2 separate regions of the Sus scrofa genome follow, and region 2 is linked to region 1. A link is a contact called in public Hi-C data. All regions are on one chromosome and are shown on one strand. The core of a region is the stretch at or near the end of the contact, and the rest is flanking DNA. Distances in the headings are between cores, read along the strand shown. Region 1 has its middle 140 kb from the start of SEC61B. Region 2 overlaps LOC106509214 (a long non-coding RNA gene).

The links. Hi-C and Micro-C count contacts between places; a contact is called where the count stands out from the background.
Region 2: a Hi-C map of fetal heart ventricle shows a contact between it and region 1, with 2.2 times the contacts expected there. The contact joins two enhancer-like sites. A contact is called at or near these places in 2 of 47 Hi-C or Micro-C datasets (fetal heart ventricle and skeletal muscle) and 1 of 2 datasets of contacts at active chromatin or transcription factors (skeletal muscle).

What each region holds. Positions count from the first base shown.
Region 1 is chr1:241,125,691-241,133,217 of Sscrofa11.1, forward strand. No RefSeq gene overlaps it. Among named protein-coding and RNA genes, the nearest start is that of SEC61B, 140 kb to the left of the region's middle. Within about 2 kb of position 4,586, at least 22 of the 83 cell types and tissues checked have an H3K27ac peak or open chromatin away from gene starts, as enhancers often do.
Region 2 is chr1:241,315,862-241,322,456 of Sscrofa11.1, forward strand. LOC106509214 (a long non-coding RNA gene) reads right to left here. Exons shown (of 6, transcript XR_002336987.1): 4 at 161-257. Among named protein-coding and RNA genes, the nearest start is that of NR4A3, 250 kb to the right of the region's middle. Within about 2 kb of position 3,615, at least 2 of the 83 cell types and tissues checked have an H3K27ac peak or open chromatin away from gene starts, as enhancers often do.

The DNA.
Region 1 (7,527 bases), core at 3,336-5,835:
TGTTTGCAGTTCTGAAAAGTGTAGAAGAAATCTGGGACATTGTCCTGGAACCATTTGCCAAATTCCTAGGTATCAGAGTGGCCACAGGCTTATTGTCAATGTTAGGATGTCAGTGTTTCCACTGAATCCTGGAATCTCAGATCTGGGGAGACCATTGCGTCATTCCAGTCCAGCCCCTCAGAGGCTGGCACACCCTCCCAAGCTGTCATCCTGCCTCTGCTGAACACCCCAGTGTTTGATTAAAGGGGATGATGGATGTAAATTATCTGCCATAGGCAGGTAGATAAATGCCTCCCCTCCCTCCGAATGATAGGAAGCTCACTACTTTATAAATTAAACACAAAGGTCAGGCTTATGAAAACTCCAAATCTCACTAGGTCACAGCTAGAACATGCTCTGATGTCATTTCATCTGGTTTTCATGTTCCAGAGTATAAAATCTAGGCTCAGCTATTAAGTCACCAACCCTGTCTCTGTCATGGATGGATTAAAGACATCTCCTTAAAGTCCTGTGGTCACAAGGACTTCTGGATGCCCTGTCTTCCTGAGTTTTCCAGGAAGCCAGTCCTGTATGAAGGTAGTCAGAGGTAGCGGCATCCACCAGGGTTACTCAGAGACTCTCCTCAGGCCTGCTCTGCCCATCCAGTGACAACAGACTGGGCTAAAGAGATGTGTTCTGCAAAGTGCAGGGGGAATGGAGGGCCTTTCCAGGCCACTGCAGATGCCCAAGGAGCAATGACAGTCTTAGGTCAGGTTCCTTAGGAGCCGAGGCTGAGAAAGGGTGTTAGGTCCCCTGGTTTATAGAGGGAAAAACCTGCAAGGGAGGGAGATAGAGAAGCAGGATATGGAGGAGAAAGGAACAAGCACAGATCTGGTTGAGGGTGGGGCTACCAGGTAAAATACAGAGTGTCCAGTTAAATTTGAATTTTAGATAAACAGTGAGCAATTTTTTACTACAAGGAGCTCTAAATATTGCATCGGACGTAATTATACCAAAAATGTGCGCTTTGTTGATCTGAAATGCGAATTTAACTGGAAATCCTGTATTTTTGTTTCCTAAATCCGGCACCCCAGTCTAGGCCAACCAATCAGCTTTGTTTGCCCTAAACTGAGGGATTGGACTAGGATATGAGACTTTCAGAGCTCTAAGCTATGGTCTCAGGTAAACAGTGGCCTTGGCCTAGTCCTTGAAGAGGAGGTTGGAAGTGGGACTGGCACTCTGGAGCCTAAAGCGCTAGGCCACAGTGTCCCCTACAGAGGCAGGCACCAACCTTTCAGATCCCTGTGTCACTTAGTCAGCCCTGTGCTGGTGGTTGTTGAGGCAGGGTGGGTAACCTACTGGAGAGGCAACTCCTGTTTCCTGAGGGCAGCTCTCCCAAGAAAGACGGTAGCTGTGAGTCAGGAAAAGGCAAGCAGGTCACACTCAGAGCATCCGGGGTGTGTGTGGGGATGCACAGGCCCTGAAAAGGGGAACAGGGTAGATACCACAGTGTCTACTCAACCATCTACAGGCCTCCAGCCCAGGGCTCTGCTCTACCCTTCAAGAGAAAGGATGAAAACTAAGCCTGACTTGAGTCCCACAGACCAACAGGGCAGCTACTCTGTTCTAGGCTGGGTGTTCAGGAAATTCCAGTGCAAACCAGCTGGAATGTACTACCATGCTCACAAAATTCTGTGAGAGCCCAGAGAAGGGGCTTTCATCATTATTCCCAACTGGGAGGAGGACAGAACAGATTTCACAGAGGGAGTAATACCTGTACCAGGCCTCAAAAACGGGTGGGATTTTGGCAAGGGTTGGGGGTGGGGAGGCAAGGTGGTAGTTGGGGTGGGGGGAAGCTGCAGCGACATAAAGGTCAAAGTCATGGAGGTTGAGGTGTGGAGGTACAGCATATAAAGAGGTCTCATCAAATCCTCCAAGAAGCAGGTGCATGGGGCTTTACTTTCTAGTCCACAAACTAGCCCCTAAACTGAGGGAACATAAGTGCTTGCCAAGACTGTAGATTCTGGGGCAGGTTTTGTCTGAAGCACAAAGCATCTGGTCCATACAAAGGGCTGAAGGACTTATTTTCTGACCCAAGCTAATGCTTTGGAAAGTGCTGGCAGCTCTGCTGACCTGGGGATGCCCAGGCACCTGGGGAACGTCCCAGCTTCTGGCAGGGGAGGCCCTGCCACCCGGCCCTGGCCCAGATCCATGGGAAGACAAGCTTCCTTCTCACCTTTCCAGTATATCCTGAAACCAGAAGCCCCATGACACTGGCTTCTCTGTCCCTGCTCTGGGATTTCAGCTCTGGCTGAGGCAGGACACCCACACTGCTGAGAAGCCTGAGAAGCTTCTGGGACAAAGATGCAGAGAGGGTCAGCCGGGGAGAGCAATGGGACCCATCCCAGATCAGTGTCCCCATTTCTGGGCTGAACTTGGCCCAGCATTGTAGAGCTCAGCATCTGAGCCTTCCAGTGGCACTGGGATTTCTTTTCAGCCATTTGCAGAGTGAAACAGGGCTATTAAGTCCTTATTCCAACAACTTACGTGCTGTGTGACCTTAAACATTTCACTTGGCCTTGCTGAATCCTCCTTCCCATTTTTACTAATGGCAAACACATCAGCACTAGCAACATTCTCAAAGCATTTGCCAGCTTTCACAACAGCATAGTTACATAAATTCTCTGATTTAAACTTCCTAGCAAATTGTGAAGTGGGTGAGTGGGCAAACGGCGTTAGTATCTCCATTTTAAGGAAGAAGAAATCAAATTATATAAAAGCAATGTATCTTGCCCTACTTGCCACAAGGTTCCTGGCTCCTGACTCTAGGACACCAAATAGACAACCATCTCTTATCAGAGTCTCCAGGAAATGTCTGAGCCAGAGTGAGCAATTTAAAAGTCCTGATGATGGGGACCCAGGGAGCATTTGGTTTCCATGAGATTTCTGACACCCACAGACACCCACCCACCCACAGCTGGGCTAAGGAGGAGAGGGTGTCCTACAACTGGCCCTGTATTTTGTTTCTGCTGCAGTCTCACGTGAATGCAAATCTCAGCATGCTTTGCTCTTAGAAATACAATAAAAATATTTCATTCTGAAGCCACAACCAAATTGATTGTTGGTAGAAATAAATTTGGATTTGACAACATGGGTTTTGATTTTTGTTTTTTGTTTTTTTCCTCTTTCAAGGCTGCACCTGTGGCATATGGAAGTTCCCAGGCTAGGGGTGGAACCGCGCTTTAGCCACAGCAATGTGTTACCTGCGCCACATCTGCAACCTACTCTGCAGCTCGCGTCAATGCTGAATCCTTAACCCACTGAGGCAGGGATCAAACCTGCATCCTCACAGATACTTTGTTGGGTTCTTAACCTGCAGGGCCACAATGGGAACTCCATGTAGTGTTCTTTTTAGATTCCAATGTGACTGTGTCTCAGATTAGTCACTGCTCAGAATCTAAAGAAACAAGCAAGGCCAAGGGTTCCAAGGTGGGAAAGGTCTCTTCTAGTTGGGGTGGGGGGTCAGGAGGGGAGCAGAGCCAGAGAAAGAAAATAATAAAAACAGCATTAATAAAGATTGTATTTTGTTTTGAGAGGTGAGAAGGAAGTAGTAGGGAAGATGTGAGAATTGGCGCTAGCATGCATTTTGTAGCCAGACACAAGATTTCAGTCCCAGCAGAGCCAGTGACAAGCTAGGTGAATCTAGGCCAGCCAGTCACGACTCTCTGGGCCTGAATCTCCTCCCTTGTAAGCTGGGTGTGGCAGGACCCCCCCCTCCAGCATCATTGTCAGGGTCCGGGTTTCCACGGTGCTTGCACAGTGCTTGACCACAGCGGGCACTTAATATGTGTTAATTCCACTGATTTTCCCTCCTCTTCCTGTAAGTGGATCATTCTCCTAGAAAGTATGAAACCCTCTTTCTTCAAAATATACAAAACTCTGTCTTCTTAGAGAAGTCTGACACGATTAACTTTTAAGCTAGAAAAAAAAAAAAAAAGGCTCTGCATGAACAATGAACCCATTGCTTATCTTCTTCTGATCTTGCTCATCCTTCTCCCCCCAAAAAGCACATACATACGCTCGCACAGAGCTGGAATGCCATGGAGAAGGAAGGCCAGGCTGCAACTGTCCCAGCATCCTGCCTAAAGTAAACAGGCCATTCTCAAGCCCGTGGGGATGGGGGTCTGTGCTCTTCCCCTGCCAGCAGGCACTGAAATCGAACCACAGGCCTAGCGCCCCCTGCCCACTCTGCCCGGTGTGGATGGCGCCCGGTGTCCCCAGAAAAACTCTGATAACACAGCCTGCCAAAGACCTCTCATTCTCATTTCCTCTTAGGAAACGAAAGGACGCAAATTGGAGAGGGAAAGACAAAATGAAAGCAAAATGATGGAAGGAAGGAGGGAAGGTAAGAGACCTGGTACAAGTGTGAAATCAAAATAATAGACTCAGGATGGTGAGATGCATGTGAACGGAGTGTGACGTGGGCAACCCCCACAAATAGACCTTCTGTTAAAAATAGCTTTTGTCTAAATGTGGAAAGAGTGTAAATATAGTAGCGGTTTCAGCTTACTACGAGCTGCCCCAGCTCCAAGTAACAGAGGCTTATTATAGGACGAGTGCGTCAGCAGCAGGAGAGGAGGGAGGGCAGACAGAAAAGCCCTGGGCTGTGGGTATAGTACCCACCGGCCGGCAAGGGGTCAGCTCACCTCCTGTGAAGTGGGATGGCTGAATTGCTCTAAGATGCTCTCACAGAAGTCTGCTGGGCAGAAAACTCTAGCCAAGCTGGGGAGGAAAGGAAGGAAGGAATCACAGAGCTGAAAAGGATCTGGGGAGGATTGTCTCTGAAATGCTCCTCATTCTCATCTAGAGTCTCACCAGGGCATATGGTCACTGTCCAGGAGGCTGCTTACTCCTGGACACTGCAGGAAGCCTTCAAAGGAACCCCCTGGAATGACCAGCCTGGAGAAAAACCAGTTTCCCTAGCCCCGAGTGCTGGGCAAAACCCCTAGAAACCTGTGGGAAGTGTCAGAAAGCTGTTTGACTCAAATCTTAAAAAAAAAAAAAAACCCCAAACAAAAAAAAACAACTTTGGGTTTTTCTCTCTGTGCCTTGCGCATCACTTAGTGGGTATGGTGGCTGGGTGACAGATTGGACAGCTGGTGTGGCTGAGGGTGCTGCTATCCTGGGGCAGGACCAAGGGGAATAGAACAGTTCTGCGGAAAGCTCATTGATCTGCATTCTCTGGATTCAGGTGGCTGAGGGGTGATGGCCCATGTGGGTGCTTCTGTCTGTGTGTCTGCCATCTAACCTCTTAGGGGATGCTCATTATCCTCCTGGTCTGTCACCATTTAACCCAGGTCATCTCTTCTCCCTGCTCAGCACATGCTTCTGCATATGTCACATATCCACACAGACAACCTCTCCCCCCTCCTCTCTCTCTCTCTCTCACCACACACACCACACACACACACACACACACACACACACACACACAAACATGGGTGCATGTGAACACACAGAGTTAGTGGTCTGAGGCCCATTTCTAGCAAGAGCCCTTACACCCCTTGCTTCCTCCCCACTCCCATTGCGTCCCTGTTTTCCCTGCTCTAGCCCTCTGGTTCCTTCTTTTCATCCCTAACCCTGAGCTTGACACTTGGATCCACTTCACCAAGTGGATCTTCGACTTTTTCTCATACACTATTGGGGTTTACTCTCTGGCTCTGCCCCCTCTGGATTCTGCCATCTAGGGTGACGGCCCCACTGATTGAGCTCTTGCCTCAGGATTGATGCCCTTATCATCTCTCACCCACACACTGGCATGGGTACCATCCTTCTAGCTTCTCCCCAATATCATCCAAACTTCCCTGAAAACCACCTTTTCAAGATGCATGTCCAATGGTGTCATTGCCCCACTCAAAAAGCAAAGGCTCCCCATGGCCAAAGACTCAGAAGCCCTGACTTGCTGCCCATCTGCTTTCCCAGCTGTGTCTCCTGGTACCTTGCACCAGGACTCTGGAGATTAGCTTTTGTCCACTGGGCATATTCCCATTCATACCTCTACCAGGGACCAGGCGCTTTCCTAGGCTGAAATCCTCTCCAAATCCTTTCACATCAAAGTCCTACCCACTCCTCAAGACTCTAGCTTTAAAAGGCTGTACGCATCTTCTGGGAAGCATCCCTGAAACTCTCGTCCCACAGCCACCACCTCCTTTTTCAATTCTACCCCAAATCTTAAGTCAGTTCCATGTACTTGGAAAATCAATCAACAGAACAAGTACCAAGTCTGGGTGAGGAACCCTCCCATGTGCTCCAACAGCCTGTATGTTCCTTTCCCAGAACACTTATCACTCTGTGTTGGAGTTGCTTTTTTAACTTGGGTCTCCCTCACTGGATTGTGACTCCCTTAGGGCAGGGTCTAGGTGGTCTTGTTCATGCCATATCCCCAGTGCCTAGCATGGTGCTTGGTTCATTGCACCAGATGAAGTGAGTCTCCAAGGCTCTCTACTTCTGCTATGGCCTGAATATTTGTGTCCCTCAGATTCATATGTTGAAAGCCTAATCCCTGATGCATGGCATCTGGAGATGGAGCCCTTGTGAGGTAATTAGGTCATGAGGGTGGGGCCCACATGATGGGATTACTGCCCTTAGAAGAAGAGACAGAACAAAGCTTCCTTTCTCTGCTTTCACTACCTGCTACATGAAGATAGCAAACCAGGAAGAGGGCTCTCATCAGATCCCAACCATGCTTGTACCCTCATCTTGGACTGCCAGCCTCCAGAACTTCAAGAAATAAACATCTTTTGTTTAAGCCACTCAGTCTATGGTATTGGTTATGGCAACCCAAGGTGACAAAGGCAACTTCTTGATCTTTTACAGATGCTCCTTTTTCCAGGCTCCTCTGCTATTTTTCACTGACCCCGACATTGGCCTTTGGTACAGGTATGAGGACCACACAGATACAATCCTCAGATGAAAGGCCTGGAATCAAAAGAACTGGGTTAAAGTTTCATCTCCACCTCTTAGCTGTCTGCCACTGGGCAAGTCACTTTACCTCTCTGACCAGTTTCCTCAGCTGTGAAAAGGGGTAACACCACTCATTGCGTGGGGTTGCTATGAGGACTGAGAGTGTGGGGTTGTAAGCATGTGACAGACTATGGTGCTCTCCAAATATCAAGGCCTTTGTTACAGCCCTCACCTGCTTATGGCCGTGCTTTGGAAATCTGTTCAGATCCAGCCATGCTGACTTTAGCTGTCCTTTGGGCTCCTAAGGATGTCCTAGAAAGTACTTTTGCCACTTCTCTGTGTTAACAGCTCAAAATCTCCAGATGCTTCTGATTTCCAGGACCCTTTTGAAGATATAATAGTTTTCTTCCTCAAAATCCTTAAAAAGAAAAAAGGCTTGAATGACAATTAGGACAGGCAGAGGTTGGACTGTCATTGTGAACGCAGAAAGGAGGTTGCAAAAGGAAATGGGAAGAAAGCGGATATGCTGATAGCCAGGCTGGTGCTCTTCCAGGTAAATCTATCTGCCCTGGCCCCAAGCGGCCC
Region 2 (6,595 bases), core at 2,365-4,864, 190 kb after region 1:
CTGAATTCACCTCATCAAACATCCTACAAGGACTGTTATTCCAAGTGACTCTGGGGTTTCTAAGTTCAATCTATACTGTACACTCTAGCCAGAGAGAACTTTCTTCCATTCATGTCTGTTTTCCAAATTGTCACCAGAGTGATTGTTCTAAAATACTTACTCATTTATTCCACGAGTTGCATTTATTCAATTGTTAGCAGGTGCCAGCCACTTCTCTAGGTATGGTGAGTGATCAAGGCAGGCAAATATCTGTTTGTCTAGAGAGAGGAGACGACATTAATCTAGTAAAAACAAATAGACAAGATGAATTCAGATACCGTATTAATAGAAAAAAAATAAAAATAGGTCTTGGGACAGAAAGTGATGTGGGTTTAGGGCTACTTTGGTGGTTAAGTCACATTTGAACCAAGGCCTTAGAGATGAGAAGGAAATTGTGCCAAGATCTAAAAGAAGAGCATTTCAGACAAAAGAAGGAGGAAACCCAAAGGTGGAAATGAGCATGGCTATCTTCAGAACACAAAGAAGGCCCAGGAGGCTGGAAGATATGACTAAAGAAAAAACAGTGAGAGCTGAGGCAAGAGAAGTAAGGTGGAACAGTAGCAGTAGAAAATAAAATACATAGGAATACTCAAGACAGAGCTTAGAGATAGAGCTCCTAGTACTTTCTGATTTATTTGACATAGGACATAGGGGAAAATCATCAATGATGACTGAATTTTTGGCTTGAGCAATTGAGTAAATGGCAGTGCCATTCTGAACAGGGTTATGAAGGGAACAAAGTTGGGAGAAAACAAGTGTTTTGCTTTGAATATATTACGTGTAAAATACCCACTAGACAGTCAAGTGAAAATGTCAAGTCAATAGCTGGATATACAAATCCAGAGGTAAACAGACAGTTTAGGCTAAACATAGATTTAAATGTCATTGGCATATGTAACTATTACTTGCAGCCATGAAATTCTGGGGGAGAAGGGATTAAAAAGAGGGAATAAAAAGAGGGAATAGCAGAGTCCTAGAGCACTCCAATTTCCAGAGGTTCAACAGTGGAGGAGGGACCAGCAAAAGGTATTAAGAAATCATGGCCTGCGGGGTGAGAGGAAAAGAAAGTGATCAAGAAGAAGGGAGCAATTGGTTAACTGTGTCAAGAGTTGCTAGGCAGCTTCGTGGAAAAAAAAAAAAAAAAAGGAAGCGAAGTGACCAGCAGATTTAGCAAAATGAAAGTCCTCAGTGACCTTGAACTGAGCGGTTTCAGTAGGATGATTCACTCCCTACCTGGCATGGCACTCACCTGTCTCACTGGCTTCATCTCCCAGACTGGAGCTGGTAGATGCCTTGCAGGCAAGTGAGCAGGTGCTGAAGGGTCTTAAAGGAGAGAACAGGTGACAGGGGCCAGTACCTCCTGGAGGGGAAGGCTTTGTGTGTGAGGGATGTCTGAGCTTTTACTTTAAGGTGCAAATGAGTTTGCAGAACAGTGAAGGACATCAAAGATAGAAGGCAGAGAAACCTATGTAAAGACACAACAGTGAAAGGACTTGCTTGGTATGCCTTGAAACAGTGCAGTGGTTGAGCAGGAGCTCCCAAATAATAGGTCCATGATCCTAACATCTGGAACCTGTGAATATGATCTCATCTGGAAAAAGAGGTCTTTGCTGGCATAATTAATCTAGAGATGACGTGGATTATCCTGGATTATTAGGACATGTGTCCTTATGAGAGAGAGACAGAGGGAAATTTGAGACAGAACTGAGGGGAAAGATACAAAGATGGAGGCAGAGATGGGAGGGATGCCATCACAGAAAGGTGTGCCTGGAGCCATGGAAGCGGGAAGGATTCTCTCCCAGAGCCTTCTGAGCAAGCGTGGGCCTGCCAACCTTGATTTCAGACTTTTGGCTTCTAACACTACAAGAGAGTATATTTTTGTTGTTTTAAGACACCAAGTCTGTGGTAATTTGTCTCAGCGGCCCTAGGAACCTAATGCAGATAGACAGAAGTTCATCACAGCAGGAGTTCAGGATGCTTTGCTGAACCACTTTGTGACCTCCTTCTATCAGATGTGTATTGGAACCATGCTCGCCTTTCCTGGTAGCAAAGAAAGCAGCCACTTAGAGCTAGCCTGGCTTCTTTACAAGGAAAGCCAGGCTTGTTAGTTGAAACCAGACATAATAGTGAGGACACCTATGTTCCTAAAGAGACAAGGCCAAAATATGCTAATGGAAGGGAAAATCCTTTCCTTTGCAGGACTTCCAATGCGGTTGACTCATTTTAAAAACAGACCAAAAACCCTCCGCTGCCTGGATGAGGCATATCTGCCTCATGTAACCATGCAAAGAAATTAGCCACTGCTCTCAGTGGAGATAATCTGAGCTGGAACTATGGACTCATCGTCACCCAGGGGATCAGAGCCACCCCCGTGTCTTGCTGTGGGACTCACTGAAACCTGAGGTGTCACTCACATTTAGAGGATCAGAAAGAGAGACAGAATAGACTCTTGGGCAGAAGACTGCAGTGAGGACCCCACACTGCAGAGCTGAAGAAGAAATTCCGTGGGGAAGGATACCCCACAGAGATGGGAATCCATCATCAGAAGGGAGACATCTTCCAGGAGGACCTAAGGCCCCCTTGTGTGACATAAAAGAACAAGGGATCGGTATCCAGATTTCGTGTCTGATACTATTTGTCCCTTCTCAGATCTGGGACAGAACCTTGTCGAATGTCACCACTGTCCATTGTGGAGGTCTGGTGAAGGCTGGCGGGGCAGGCTGGGGAGGGGAACATGGGGATGGGATCAGGTTAGTTGCTTCTCTTCTCTGGGACTGGGGGTGGCTGCTGTGTCTTGCACCACCCTGTCCCTCCCCGCCCCAGGCCATGTTCTGATGTGAAAGAAGTCACCATGGGTGACGAAAGCAGCATAGAAACCCCCACCCCAACTAAGCTGGGAGTAAAACCAAGGTACTGAGGTTTTCTAGCCATGATTAGATTTGCTTTTTATAGAGATCATTCTAAGAGCAGTGTGGAAAATGGAGTGCTTGGGAAGAAACTGGTAACAGAAAGATCACGTTCCAGAATGTTTAAGTAACAGTCCAAGAGAAAGTGAAGAAGACCAGATGAAGGCAGCGGTAGTGTGGGCAGAAGCACCCACTGAAGAGGGGGCTCTAACTTGGGAGACTGAACTGAGAGCTGTTCTGTTAACCAAGATCTGGACAGAAGGCAAGGGGAAGACTTCTCCATCCAATTCCTAGCCTCGGGAAACTGGGGTGTTGGAATACCAGGGCTCCTCGGGGTCAAGAAAATTCCTGGCCATGTCTATGTTTGAAGCTTTTGGTGATTTAAATAAAAAGAAGAAATGCAAAAACAGAGCCAAATAAACCGTGGTATCTCTTAAATATTTGCTTTTTAAAAATCATGGCTTAAACCACATGTACAATGCTGAGTATGTTTGTTTAGTCTTCAAAGGAAGTCATAGAAATTATCAATTTATTTATTATATCGTCAGGGCTCTGTTCTCATAAAGAAACACAATTTTCTCTTGTATGACGAGAGTCTTCTCCTAGGTTTGGCAGTGTCTCACTGAGACTGTGTGCATGACCCCAATTAGAGAGGAGGTTAAAAATAGACATCGGGGGCTCAGCATGATTGTGAGGCCTAGGCATGCAGTCCTCTGGATAGACACTGAGGCCTGGCTGTGGATGTCAAATCCTTGAAAAACTGCCCAAAGAAATAATTAATCCAAAGGTGCTGGTTGGAAAGAGCTAGAAGCCAGAGAGCGCAGGCTGAGAATAAAGCAAGGAAGCAAAGGGGGCAGAGCCGAAAAGCACCCCCAGGCCTCCCAGCTGGCAGCCACTGGGTGGGGATGTGCTCTGAGAGTGTCAGGAGAGTCTGGAGCTGAATCATTCTGTCCTTGCCATCAACTGGGCAAGAATAAAAGCATGTTTCAGGGGTACCCAGAGCTTCTGATCAGTGGGAGTTTGTCTCCCTACCATGGCACTCTTTTGAGCCCTATGTCCACTAGATTGGCCTTTCTTCATTTGGATTTTTTTTTTTTTTTTGTCTGTTTTCTATTTCTTGGGCCGCTCCTGCGGCATATGGAGGTTCCCAGGCTAGGGGTCCAATTGGAGCTGTAGCTGCCGGCCTATGCCAGAGCCACAGCAATGCAGGATCTGAGCCTCGTCTGCAACCTACATCACAGCTCACGGTAACGCCGGATCCTTAACCCACTGAGCAAGGGCAGGGATCAAACCCGCAACCTCCTGGTTCCTAGTCAGATTCGTTAACCACTGCGCCACGACAGGACCTCCTGATTTGGATTTTGACCTATATTTTCTTAACCTCTTACTCTTCTATCACTAACACTTGGTACATGTACTATGGAACAGTAGAGAACAGGGAGAAAAGCATTAGTTTCCAGGTTACAAAGATCTAGCTTCAAATTCTTAGGCACAGCAGTACATTATTCTGAGCCTCAGTTTCTCTACCTGTAAAATGGGGGTTATAGCATAGGATTTGTTGCAAAGATAAAGAGATAAAGAGATGGTTGTGAAGGTGCCTTGTGATTTAAAGCACCACAGGCACTAGCCCAAAGTGAGGTCATCCTTATTGTGGTTGGTGTGGGAACTCCCCAGGCCCAGAACCCAGAGTCAGGGGTTGTAGCCACAGCATTATGACTTGCAACCTAAGGTTCCACACAGCTGCAGCCCCCTCCCTGTGACTCAGTGCCATGAGACACCCTTCACCCCAACTTCTCTTTCTTTGCTGCCTGTAACTACCTGTCTCAGTCCAGCTGGCTCCTGCATGGCCTAAATTGGATCTGCTCTTGCCATATAAAATGCCTTGATCACTATCCTGAGTGGTCTTTCACCACCGTACCTGTTCTACAAGGGCCCTCATTTGGGCACTGACTGTGAACATACTTGGTCTCTATTGGTGGGAGGAGAAGAATGAGGGGAAGCAAGACCCTACTGACCCTCCACCAAGTACACTCCCATGGACAAGGCTTTATGTTCCAGCCTAGTTGTTCAAAGCCCAGCTAACATGTAACCTCCTTCAGAAAGCTCCCTGATGTTCCAGATTCTGAATTCTGAGTCCCATCTGCCTCTTCTAATGGGCATTTCAAGACAGTGACGTGAATTCATATAAATATTTCCCCACCATAACATGTGCTCCTTGACTTATCTATGATTTACCTAGGTCTCCCTCACAGTGCTAGACATACAGCAGATGCTCAGTAATGTTTATTGAGATTAAAACAAATCCTCTCATTAAGATTTTCTATTTACCAAAGGTATCTTTTCCCTACTACGATCTGAGTGCTTTATAGCAGAGGTCAGCAAACCAAGGCCCACCACCTGTTTCTGTAAATAAAGTTTTGTTCGGACACAGCCACGTACTTTTATTTGTTCGGTGTCTATCTCTGCATTCGTGCTACAGTGGCAGAGCTTAGAATCATAATAGAGACCTTACAGCCTAAAATATTTTAAAAAATTTTTTGGTTGCCCCTGTCCAAATGTTCTCATCTGCAATACAAGGATAATAACAAACATCACAAAGCTGTTGTGAAGATCACAAAGGATAGTAGATGCATGGATGTAAAACTGTTCTGCAGACAGCATCCACTCTGCCCATCACAACGGTCAGGATGAGGCTGGACATCTCACGTGACGATGTGAGACGTGTAAAGATTCACTTGGGGGATGGCCTGTCCCACCTAAGCTGACACCTGGTAAACATACAGTGCTGCACAAATTCGGAACTCGAGTATCTGCCCACCAGGAATCCAATCCCCGCCCCCAGCCTCCAGGGCAGACTCCCCACATATGACATTAATTCAGATGGGGCTCTGGCTGCTGGAAAGAATGAAATAGGCCCTTGAATGTTCCTGTTTCTTATTTATGATAAATGCTCTGAGAAGTAAGGAAGTCCTTTAATTAATGCCATTGGCAGATTTGCATAACTGCTGGTTGTGGTAGATAAGAATGATTTTTTACTTGATTTGACAGAGCTAACATGCAAACTCCAAAATATTTTCAATTAGCCTCCTAGCTAGCTATCAACATGGATCACACACTTCCTAAGGTGGGCCTCTGAGTCTTGAGGAAGTGGCATGTTTCAAGACCCAAGGGAAGTGTGGGTGATGGGGTAGGCTGGCGGGGACACAGCTCAGATTTGTACAGAAAGAGACATTTCCCTGTGACTGAGTTGGAAGAGGTGTTCATCATGAGGGCAGAGCCGTGACTGATTTGAAGGCCATGCTCTTTCTGGCTTCTGGCTGCCTGTGGGCTTGGCTGGTAGGATGGGAGCAAATCTCCTCATTGTGGACATGAAGGACAGCCACCATCATCAAGCGGAGTTGTTTCATCCTCCTTAATGAGATACGAAATCTTCCCCAGAAAGGGGAAGTTGCGTGGGGATGAGCTTGACTCCAGGCCCCTCATACCCACTTGGCTAGTCTCTCCCCAACTCCTGCTGTGTCCGTACTTTACTGTCCATCAGAAAATGTCACTGCCATCATCACACTGAACCTGGGGAGACAGGGATCTCAACGCTGATTGTGTAGAGGAGGAAACTGAGGTCCAGAAATGAAACACTGCATGGGGCTCCC